Linked DNA regions of Mus musculus: region 1 is linked to region 2. A link is a contact called in public promoter capture Hi-C data. All regions are on one chromosome and are shown on one strand. Each heading gives the region's core, a stretch centred on a gene start, on an enhancer-like site or on the middle of the called end of the contact. The rest is flanking DNA. Distances are from core to core; before and after follow the strand shown.

Region 1 (4,529 bases), core at 932-3,431, 840 kb before region 2:
GAGACATAAATTTGGGTCTTAGATCCTTCCCTCTTATGACCCTCAATACCATCCTGGGGATGGTGTCCAAGGTCGGTGTGGGGGATAAAAATCACAGAAAAGAAGTCTCTATAGTTCTTAGAGGACTCCTCTGCCATATAACTGGAGTGCTTTTCCGGTTGCAATAGTTAAAATAAAGGCTTCTTCTGTGATGTTTTCCTTATGAAGTCTACAAATCCATAATCTCTTAGGTGCCTAACAAAACTCCCCCCTTTTAGTGGGGAAGGGCAGTCACTCCTCCATCCCCATGCCCCCAATCCCCAGTCAAACCAGGCGCTCAAGGAATTACAAAGCTACTTTTAATACTTTGGGGTGTGCCCCACAGGAATAAAAAACACTGGGAAGGGGTAACCCCCTCACCCCCAGGAGTGGCCCAGAGGGAGAGAGGCTACCTGAGGGGAAGGAAGCACAAAAGGAACCCGCTGCAGACTCAGGGCAAAGGGAATGCCATCGGTGCTGGGACCTGTGAGCACTACAGGAAGAAACTCGAGCATGGTGGGACTGGCTCCAGGCACACAGGCGGAGGGCAAGAGGGTTGGACACGAAGCCACAAGGCTACTTGGGTTCCTCCTTCTTCTCGTTTGCCTTTTTCTGCTTCTGCTGCATGATCTCCGAGTCCCTGGGGGTAGAGATGATGGGGCACTGGGAGGTACCAGAGGGCAAAAAGGACAAGATGCAGGGGATGAAGGGTACAGAGGATAAGATGGAAGTGGATGGGACAAAGTTCAGCATATGGCTGCTATATTCCCACCCTAGGAGAACAAGAGGAACAGAGCTAAGGGTCAAAAGGCAATCAATCAGTCTCCATATGGCTGTTGCCCAAGGGGTCAGAAGTCTGGCCGCTCAGGCCCAAGGCTCTCTATTCTGTACTAAGTACCACACCCCAACAACACTAGTGAGAAAGTCGGGAAGAGGGAGGAGAGACAAGCAGCAAGGAGGGTCAAAAGTACTGGGCTGTCAAAACAACTACACTTGATATGTGAAGCCCCTGCCCTTGCCCTTAAGGTCAGAACTAAGGCCCGCAGAAATCAGCCTGCGGACAGGGACCCGCCCCAGTCCCTTCCTGTATGGCTGTGACCTAACAATTTAGAGTGGGGAGGAAATAAAACCCTAGAGGAAGCAATGCACTCTGCCCCTCACATCTAACCTAGACTTGGACCCTGCAATAGCTCTCTCTCCTGGTACACCCCTTTCTCTAACCCAGGTCTCCCCGTCCAGTCCCGGCCCGACCCTTCCTTTTCCCTCCCTGGGGCTACCTCTGCTTGCGGGCGGCAGCAGAAAGCCCATCATCTCGGCGCTTTCCCTTAACCGAGTCGCTCTGCTTCTTCATGTTCTTCTGGCGGGCGAGCTCTCGCTGGTTACCGCCTAAGAAGAAGAGAAGGTACAAAGTGAGACGCCGGAGCCGCTCCACGTACACACCAGCGCCCCTCCTCCCCGCAACTGGGACCCCGACCGTCCCCCCAACCCCCGCCGCAGCGCCGACCCCATCGCGGGGCTTCGGCTGCCCGGGGTAGGTTAACTTGGGGGTGCGGGAGGACGGTGCGGTCGAGACTGCTGGCGGCGCGCGTCAAGTTTGAGGCGGCGCGGGGGCCCAGACAGCTGCTGCGGTGTGTGGGACGCGCCGGGGCCTCACGGGCACGCGCCGGGGCCCACCACTCAGGGAACCCGGCTTCCCCAGCGCGGAAAGCCGGCGGCGGCCCGCGCCCAACACAGGGGTCTCCGCAAGTGGCGGCGTGCAGAGGGCTGCGCTTCCGGCTGGGCGGGAGGCAGCTGGAGAGCGCTCCCTAAAGACCCTTCCGCCCGCCGGGGAAGCCGAGGGGACGCACACGCCGGCACCCGGGCGCGCGGGGAGCGAGAGCAGAAAGAAAAGGGAGAGAGGAAAAGGTCCCAGCACTCACGGGTCATGGCGACGGCAGCGGCTCCAACCTGCCTCCGTTGCGTCCCCCTCGTTCGGGCCGACGTTGCAGGCCCCGCCCCCTTCGCGCGACGCCACCAAGTCGTCTTCTTCCTCCCGCCCCTTCACGCCCGGGCGCCCGCTTTCATTGGGCAGGGGGAAACACGTGGAGTGCGGTGCCACGCGCCAGTCCCGGAGGGCGAAGAGCGGAGCTCGGCGGGCGGAGCGCTGGCACGGGGCGGGGCTTCCCCGGAGCGCTGGGTCCCAGCCTGTAGAAACTAGGCCGGGTCACGTGGCCGGGGGGTGGAGGGGTGCGGCTGGCGATGTGGCGCTCCGACGGGGCCGGGCACGTGACTAGGCAAAGTGACCTCATGTGGGACAGTTTAGGGTACTGACTGACAAAGTCGCCCCGAAGGAACGCGGGGGAGGGGCGGGGCGGGGACGGGACGGGGTGAGGGCGGGATTTCCTAGGTCGTTCATCCGGTTATGTGCTATCAGTTCTCTGGAGCTAAACTTAGTGCGGTTCCCCGGTCTCCGAGCCTCTTGGCCGAACACTTGCCACAGTTGTCTGAAAACATACGCAGACAATTAGGAAACCCCTTTCCACTTTCCTCGCCCCTAAGCGCAGCCAGTTTTAGTGTGTCATAAAGTGATCCTGCAATCATTTCCCAAGAGCTTGAGTCCAGAGCTCCTGCATGCACATCTCCACTACTGAACTGGACTTAAGACTGCCCACAGAAACTTTGAATGTGCCTTGGGGGTGACGAAGCATACCCGAATCTGACTGTGGAGTTACTTCAGGAACCGAGATTAGGGAATGCTCCTATTTTATTAGTTTGCATCTCTCTCTTTCTCTCTCTCTCTCTCTCTCTCTCTCTCTCTCTCTCTCTCTCTCTCTCTGTCTCTGTCTCTCTGTCTCCTCTCTCCTCCTCTCTCCTCTCTCTCGACCGTGCCTACATTGTATCATTTCCCCTAAACCTTACATTTGGTTTGTAAGAGAAATCAGGCTGGTAACTAAATCTTTATTTTCGGTTGCTGAATCACAGATGCGCGCGCCCCCTGTAGAAAAGATTAGTTAAGCCTTCTCTCCCTTCCCAGGTCCAAGACAACAGGAATTCTGCTAAACTATCATGAAATAACCCCAACATGAACCAGAACAGTAGGATGCGTTTCCTGCTGACCAGAGGCACTTTATCCTGTCCAGTACCTTCACTAAGCAGCTGAATTCAGAGACTTCACTCCACTCTTTCACCAGAGTCGCCTAAGACTACTGAAAAACACAGATATTTACACTACGATTTATAATAGAAAAATTACAGTTTAAAAATAATTCTAGCCGGGCGGTGGTGGCGCACGCCTTTAATCCCAGCACTTGGCGGATTTCTGAGTTCGAGGCCAGCCTGGTCTACAGAGTGAGTTCCAGGACAGCTAGGGCTACACAGCTGTTGTCTCGAAAAACAAAAACAAAAAATAATTCTATGGTTGGGGGTCACCACTACATAAGGAACTTTATTAAGGGGTCGCAGGACTGGATCCATGAACTCTCATAAAATGGTAGGTATGGTGGTGTGTTATCTGTAATCCTACTACTCCCATAGTGAGAAGAGAGGTAGAGATGGGAGAATTTTCTGGAAGTTCAAGGACCAGTGAGCCTGGAATACAAAGCAAAAGCAATCCAACAGAAACAATGACAGACCCTGCCTCAGAAAGATAATAAAAGACAGTGGTGGCACACGCCTTTAATCCCAGCACTCCGGAGGCAGAGGCAGGCGGATTTCTGAGTTCCAGGACAGCCAGGGCTATGCAGAGAAACCCTGTCTCAGGACAGCCAAGGCTATGCAGAGAAACCCTGTCTCGAAAAATCAAAATAAATAAATAAATAAATAAGATAAAAGTGAAAGTTGTTCTCTAAAGACACACACCGGGATGAAGGAAATGAATTTAAATGTATGGTGGTAAATTTTGATGGGACTGTAAACTAATGCCTATCCCAGAATCAAGTTGAGACTAAGACTTCAAACTGGCTTTGTGAAGAGCAGATAGGAAACAAAACCACAAAACAAAACATTACCATCTTCAATTTTTCCTATGTTCAATCCCACTTGAACTATTAATATTTTTAAAGATTTTTTTTCAAAAATATGTGTGTGTATATGTGTCTGGGTGTGGGTTTGTGTAGTACCCATAAAGGCCAGAAAAGTGTGTTGGATAGCTTCGTGGCAGAGTAGTTACAGGTGGATATGAACCACCCAGTGTGTGTGTGTTGAGAACCAAATCCCGCCCCTCTGCTGAAATATTGTTATCCTCTTAACCACAACTGAGTCATCACTACGGCTCCTGCTATTAATGTTAATATGTTTCAATTTTTCTTTCTCTCCCCATCCTCCTCCTTGCCTAACTGCCCACTGGAAATTAAACCAAGGTTTTTTGTTTTGTTTTGTTTTGGGGGGGGGTTGAGTTTTTTTTTTTTTTCTCCTTTCCTTTGTTTGTTTTGGTTTTGGTCTTTTGTTTTATTGAGACCACGTTTCTCTGTGTACAAAGTAACTGAATGGAACTGCTGCTTCTATGCTAGGGAGAAATTGGTGGGCTCCATGGA
Region 2 (4,380 bases), core at 1,419-3,918:
AGAGAGAGAGAGAGAGGGAGAGAGAATGTTTTGCATATCTGTGTGCTGATATTAAAGGGATGTCCCACCAGTGCCCAGCTGGATTAAATTTTTGATGGTCATAGTGTCACTCTCCATGATCCATCTGTCCTCTGTACTGGCCAGATAGGATAGTTAAAAGGAAATGTGTTGTAAACAACCACCCCTGCATCTTTTAGGTCCTTGGTTGTGTTGCTAATTTCTGCAATTCCTCCTAGGATGTAATACTGTCTTTGATTCACTATTTTTCCTGGTAGAGGCAACTTCGATGTCTTCCATTTGGCCTTTCAAAACATAATAGCCCTCACTCCACAAGTCAGGAAACCAATATGGGAATTCTGCCGACTTCTAAGTATATTTATCCCAAATATACATTCTGGAACTGGGGAAATAACTACAGGATAAGTTTGGGAACTCAATGGACCTAACAGTGAGTTGGACTTCAGCCAAAACTCCATTAATCACCTGACCTCCATAAGCATTTAATTTTTGGGCTCATGCTTCCATAAGTTAAGAGTCTATGAGTCTATGACTATCTTGACAGACAGCATGGTTGCAGACAGAAATAGCATGGGAGAAGAAGCTGAGAACTTACGTGTTGAGAGATAAGCATGAGGCCAAAAGAGCCTCCAAGCCCACGCTCAAAGACAAACATCCTCCACCAAGACCACATTTCCTAATATTTCCCAAACAGGTGAAATCCTTCCATCAAATGGGTACTAGGTATTCAAATATATGAGTCTATAGAGGCCATTTTCACTCAAAGCACTACAGTATACATATGATTAAAATCAGATGCTATAGGAAGGAACATGGACACTAGAAGAAAAGAATGTTTGACCTAATCTATCAACCAAAGTAGAGAAACAGGACTGGAAAGAAAGCTGGCTTGGCATTTAAGAGCATTTGTTGTTCTTGCAGAGGACCCAGGTTCAATTCCCAGCAACCACATGGGGGCTTACTCCAGTTCCATGGGGATCCAATGCTTTCTTCTGACCTCCATGGGCAACAGGCATGCACATGATACACATACATTCATATATATATAATAATCATTTACAAAATAAATATATCTTAAAAAAAAAAAGAGTAGAGAACCACTCAAACCATGCCTGTATGTAAACAATTCCTTCCTTTAGAGCTCAGGCTATAACCTGGGACCTTTGTAGTGTTCTGCTTTCAATCTTGATGCTATATCTCTCTATATTCTGTGTTATTCCTTCCCTCAGAATAAAGCTGTTTTCAATTCTTTAGATAAGAGGCCAGGAACCTAAATCTTTCTAGCCCAGACCCCAATAGTAACATAGATTGGGTTAGACTAGCTAGCCAGCAAGCCCCACCTGTATCTGGCCCCTAGCTCTAGGACACGCACCATCACATACTGCTTTTACTTGGGCGTTAGGGATCTAAATTCAGCCCTCCATATGGTTGACACGAGAGACTTGGGAGTCTTAGGAGCTGGAAGCAGGAAGATGGCTCAGTGTTCAAGGCTAGCCTAGGATAGAGTGAGGACACCTCTCCATTAAAAAAAAGGAAACACCTAAAAAGACTAAAAAATCTTCCAGTATCTCTCAGCAAGCTGGAAGAATTAGATCCCATTACCCTCTCCTCTTTGCCATATCATCTTATAAAGTGAGTTAACAGCCAGGCATGGCGGTACACACCTGTAATGCCAGGGATAGTGAGTTACAGACCATCTAGGGCTACACAGCAAGACTCGGTCTCTAAATAAATAGTGCTAAAATAATAAGGGTGAACTGTGATGGCATTACGCTGTGAAAGATTTTGGCCTTTTCTTGGAGGCCCAGCATTGCTTCATACATCACCTGGTTGCTATGAGAACAAAGTTAAGCCCCCAGCCCACAGGAACAAGGTCCGGATGCCCTTTGGCTGACATGTAATCTTACTGTTAATGTTTGAATGACCCAATCCCATACCTTTGTTAAAATTCCTCGCATCCCTATCCCTTTTTCTTTTACAAAAACCCCTAGCTCTGGAGACTCGGGGTCGACTCCCCTGCCTCCTGTGTGAGGTACGTGTCGGCCCAGAGCTCTGCCAATAAAGCCTCGTGTGTATTGCAACAAGAAGGATTCTTGTGTGTTCGTGGGTGCACCCTATCCCTGGACTAGAGTAGGAGTCCCCATATCGGGGGTCCTACAGAAGAACTGTATTAAAGGGTCGCAGCCTTAGGAACACTTGTTCTAGAGGTAGTGTCACTGGAAGAAAAAAAAAGTGGAGCGCTGTTCCATCTCCCACAAACCGTCCTGGGATAACCCGCAGGCACTCAAAACAGAGTGCTCAGTCACTCAGTGCACCAGCCACTCAGTCCCTCACACTCGAAGAACCCACGGGAGTATGGTCACAGTCCTCAGCTGGCTCACTCACGCCCGCATAACCAGGACCACCACCTCACAGCAGAATTCTGTCGCCACCTTGATGACGCCATCGCCGCCCCCACGTACCTTAGTGACTATGCCCGAAGCTACCAAGTGGTTTAGCAGTAACCCAGCTGCAGTCTGCGAGGACGCTGGGTCCCACGGGTTGGCGGCCGCCATGGCTTCCGCACACCTCTGGAACTGGCGCGAGGAGTGAGGGGCAACACCGCGAACAGGCGCGCGGTTTGATGATGTCACAGGGCGTTCCTGCCCGGGCGGAAGCCCTGGGAGCGCGTCTCAGGCGAGCGCGGGTCCCCGGTGTTCCCTGGCGGAGTCTTCTTTGCACTGAGCGGTAGGAGGCGAGTCTCAAGCTCCCTGTTCCGGCAGCAGCTATCGGAGGCTCCCTGGCCCTTAGCTCTGCTGCCAAAGCATCAGGACCTTGTGGTAGCGCTGCCTGCTCGCCTGTTTTCTCCTTGCCACTCTTGGGCTGGCCCCAGGGAAGTAGGGATAGGCAGAAGGTGACAATTGGGACAGGAGACCCAAACGGGAGATTTAGCGACGACTGTATGTCTAGACTAGGCGGTGACAGCTATGCTTCTTTTCCTGCAGGGAACTGAGCCGTGGCGCTAGGATGGGTAACAGTGCTCTCCGTGCTCATGTGGAAACAGCGCAGAAAACTGGTGTCTTTCAGCTTAAAGACCGTGGTCTGACCGAGGTGAGACCTGAGGGGACCGGACCAAGAAACTAAAAGGGCTAGGGTTGGCGGGGTGGCGAAGACTATTGGTGCAGGATTTTTCCAAACTGTGAGCTCCTTTCTCCAGTTCCCCTCAGAGTTGCAGAAGCTGACAAGCAATCTTAGGACCATCGATTTATCCAACAACAAGATTGACAGCCTACCGCCTCTGATAATAGGAAAGTTCACTCTGCTAAAGAGCCTCTCCCTCAACAACAACAAACTGAGTATGGAATTTGTGTCTGGGCAGCTTTTGCTAGTAATCAGCAGTTATGAAGGGTGTTTTTCCTGTTAGATGATTTTTGTTATGAAATCATTTTAGGGGATGCAGAATGTTAGAGTATTGAAGCTTTAATCTCTTGTAATTAAATATAAAAGCCTCTTTGGGTGGTATAATGATTATTACTAGGTTAATTTGGACCTGGAAGACCTTTGGGAATCGATATAAACAGTTATCTAATTTCGGGGCAGGGTGGAATGGGAGGATCTTTTAAACTCCCTCAGATCGTTTTTAGAATACAGCTAAGCAAAAGGAACCCCTTACACACATACACAATTTTCTGCATTTTGATGGCTTCTTAACCTCCCAAACAGTTTGTGAAACCTAAACATGACCTGTGAGAATTCTATGTAAGAAGCCAGACCTGGTGACTTAGACCTACAGTAGCCCCAGCTACTCAGAGGTTGAGGCAGAAAGATCTTAATTTCAAGGCTATCCTAGACAACTTAATGAGATCCTGTCTCAAAAACAAGATGAAGCAGGCTACCATACTGTCTTTTTATAAATGTCATTAATTCTATCGGATTTGTTTTTTAATTTCTTCTTCACCAGCTGTTCTACCTGATGAATTATGCAATCTGAAAAAACTAGAGACACTAAGTCTCAACAACAATCACCTGAGAGAGCTACCATCTACCTTTGGGCAGTTGTCTGCCCTGAAGACGCTGAGCCTCTCTGGGAATCAGCTGGGAGCATTACCCCCCCAGCTTTGTTGCCTGAGACATCTAGATGTAGTAGATCTCTCTAAAAACCAGATTCGGAGTATACCTGACACAGTTGGGGAGCTGCAGGCCATCGAACTCAATCTCAACCAGAACCAGGTCCATACTTTGTGTTGTTTTGCCCCTCTCCCCAGTGTATGTTTGCATTTATGGTCTTCTGATTTCTTGTTCCTTAAACGATAATCATGGAGTTGGAAATTAGAAGCTAAAAGATATATAAGGTGAACTTACTCCAATGCCCAGAATCATGGA

What was found. Promoter capture Hi-C pulls out the DNA fragments that hold promoters and counts their contacts.
Region 1: a contact with region 2 is called in a promoter capture Hi-C map of erythroid cells, with 2.5 times the contacts expected there. The contact joins the promoter of Serf2 here to the promoter of Lrrc57 in region 2. A contact is called at or near these places in 3 of 39 promoter capture datasets (the C10 cell line, erythroid cells and neutrophils), 1 of 115 datasets of contacts at active chromatin or transcription factors (memory CD8 T cells) and 1 of 9 other capture datasets (adipose tissue).

What each region holds. Positions count from the first base shown.
Region 1 is chr2:121,446,850-121,451,378 of GRCm38.p6, reverse strand. It overlaps Serf2 (small EDRK-rich factor 2), which reads right to left and starts at 2,181. Exons shown (of 3, transcript NM_011354.3): 1 at 1,938-2,181; 2 at 1,296-1,404; 3 at 1-658. The coding sequence starts at 1,944. The coding sequence ends at 595. It overlaps Serinc4 (serine incorporator 4), which reads left to right. Exons shown (of 12, transcript NM_001025371.2): 12 at 1-202.
Region 2 is chr2:120,607,646-120,612,025 of GRCm38.p6, reverse strand. Lrrc57 (leucine rich repeat containing 57) reads left to right here and starts at 2,668. Exons shown (of 6, transcript NM_001159612.1): 1 at 2,668-2,911; 2 at 3,003-3,108; 3 at 3,215-3,353; 4 at 3,959-4,227. The coding sequence starts at 3,025. Haus2 (HAUS augmin-like complex, subunit 2) reads right to left here and starts at 2,644. Exons shown (of 6, transcript NM_025475.3): 1 at 2,481-2,644. The coding sequence starts at 2,573.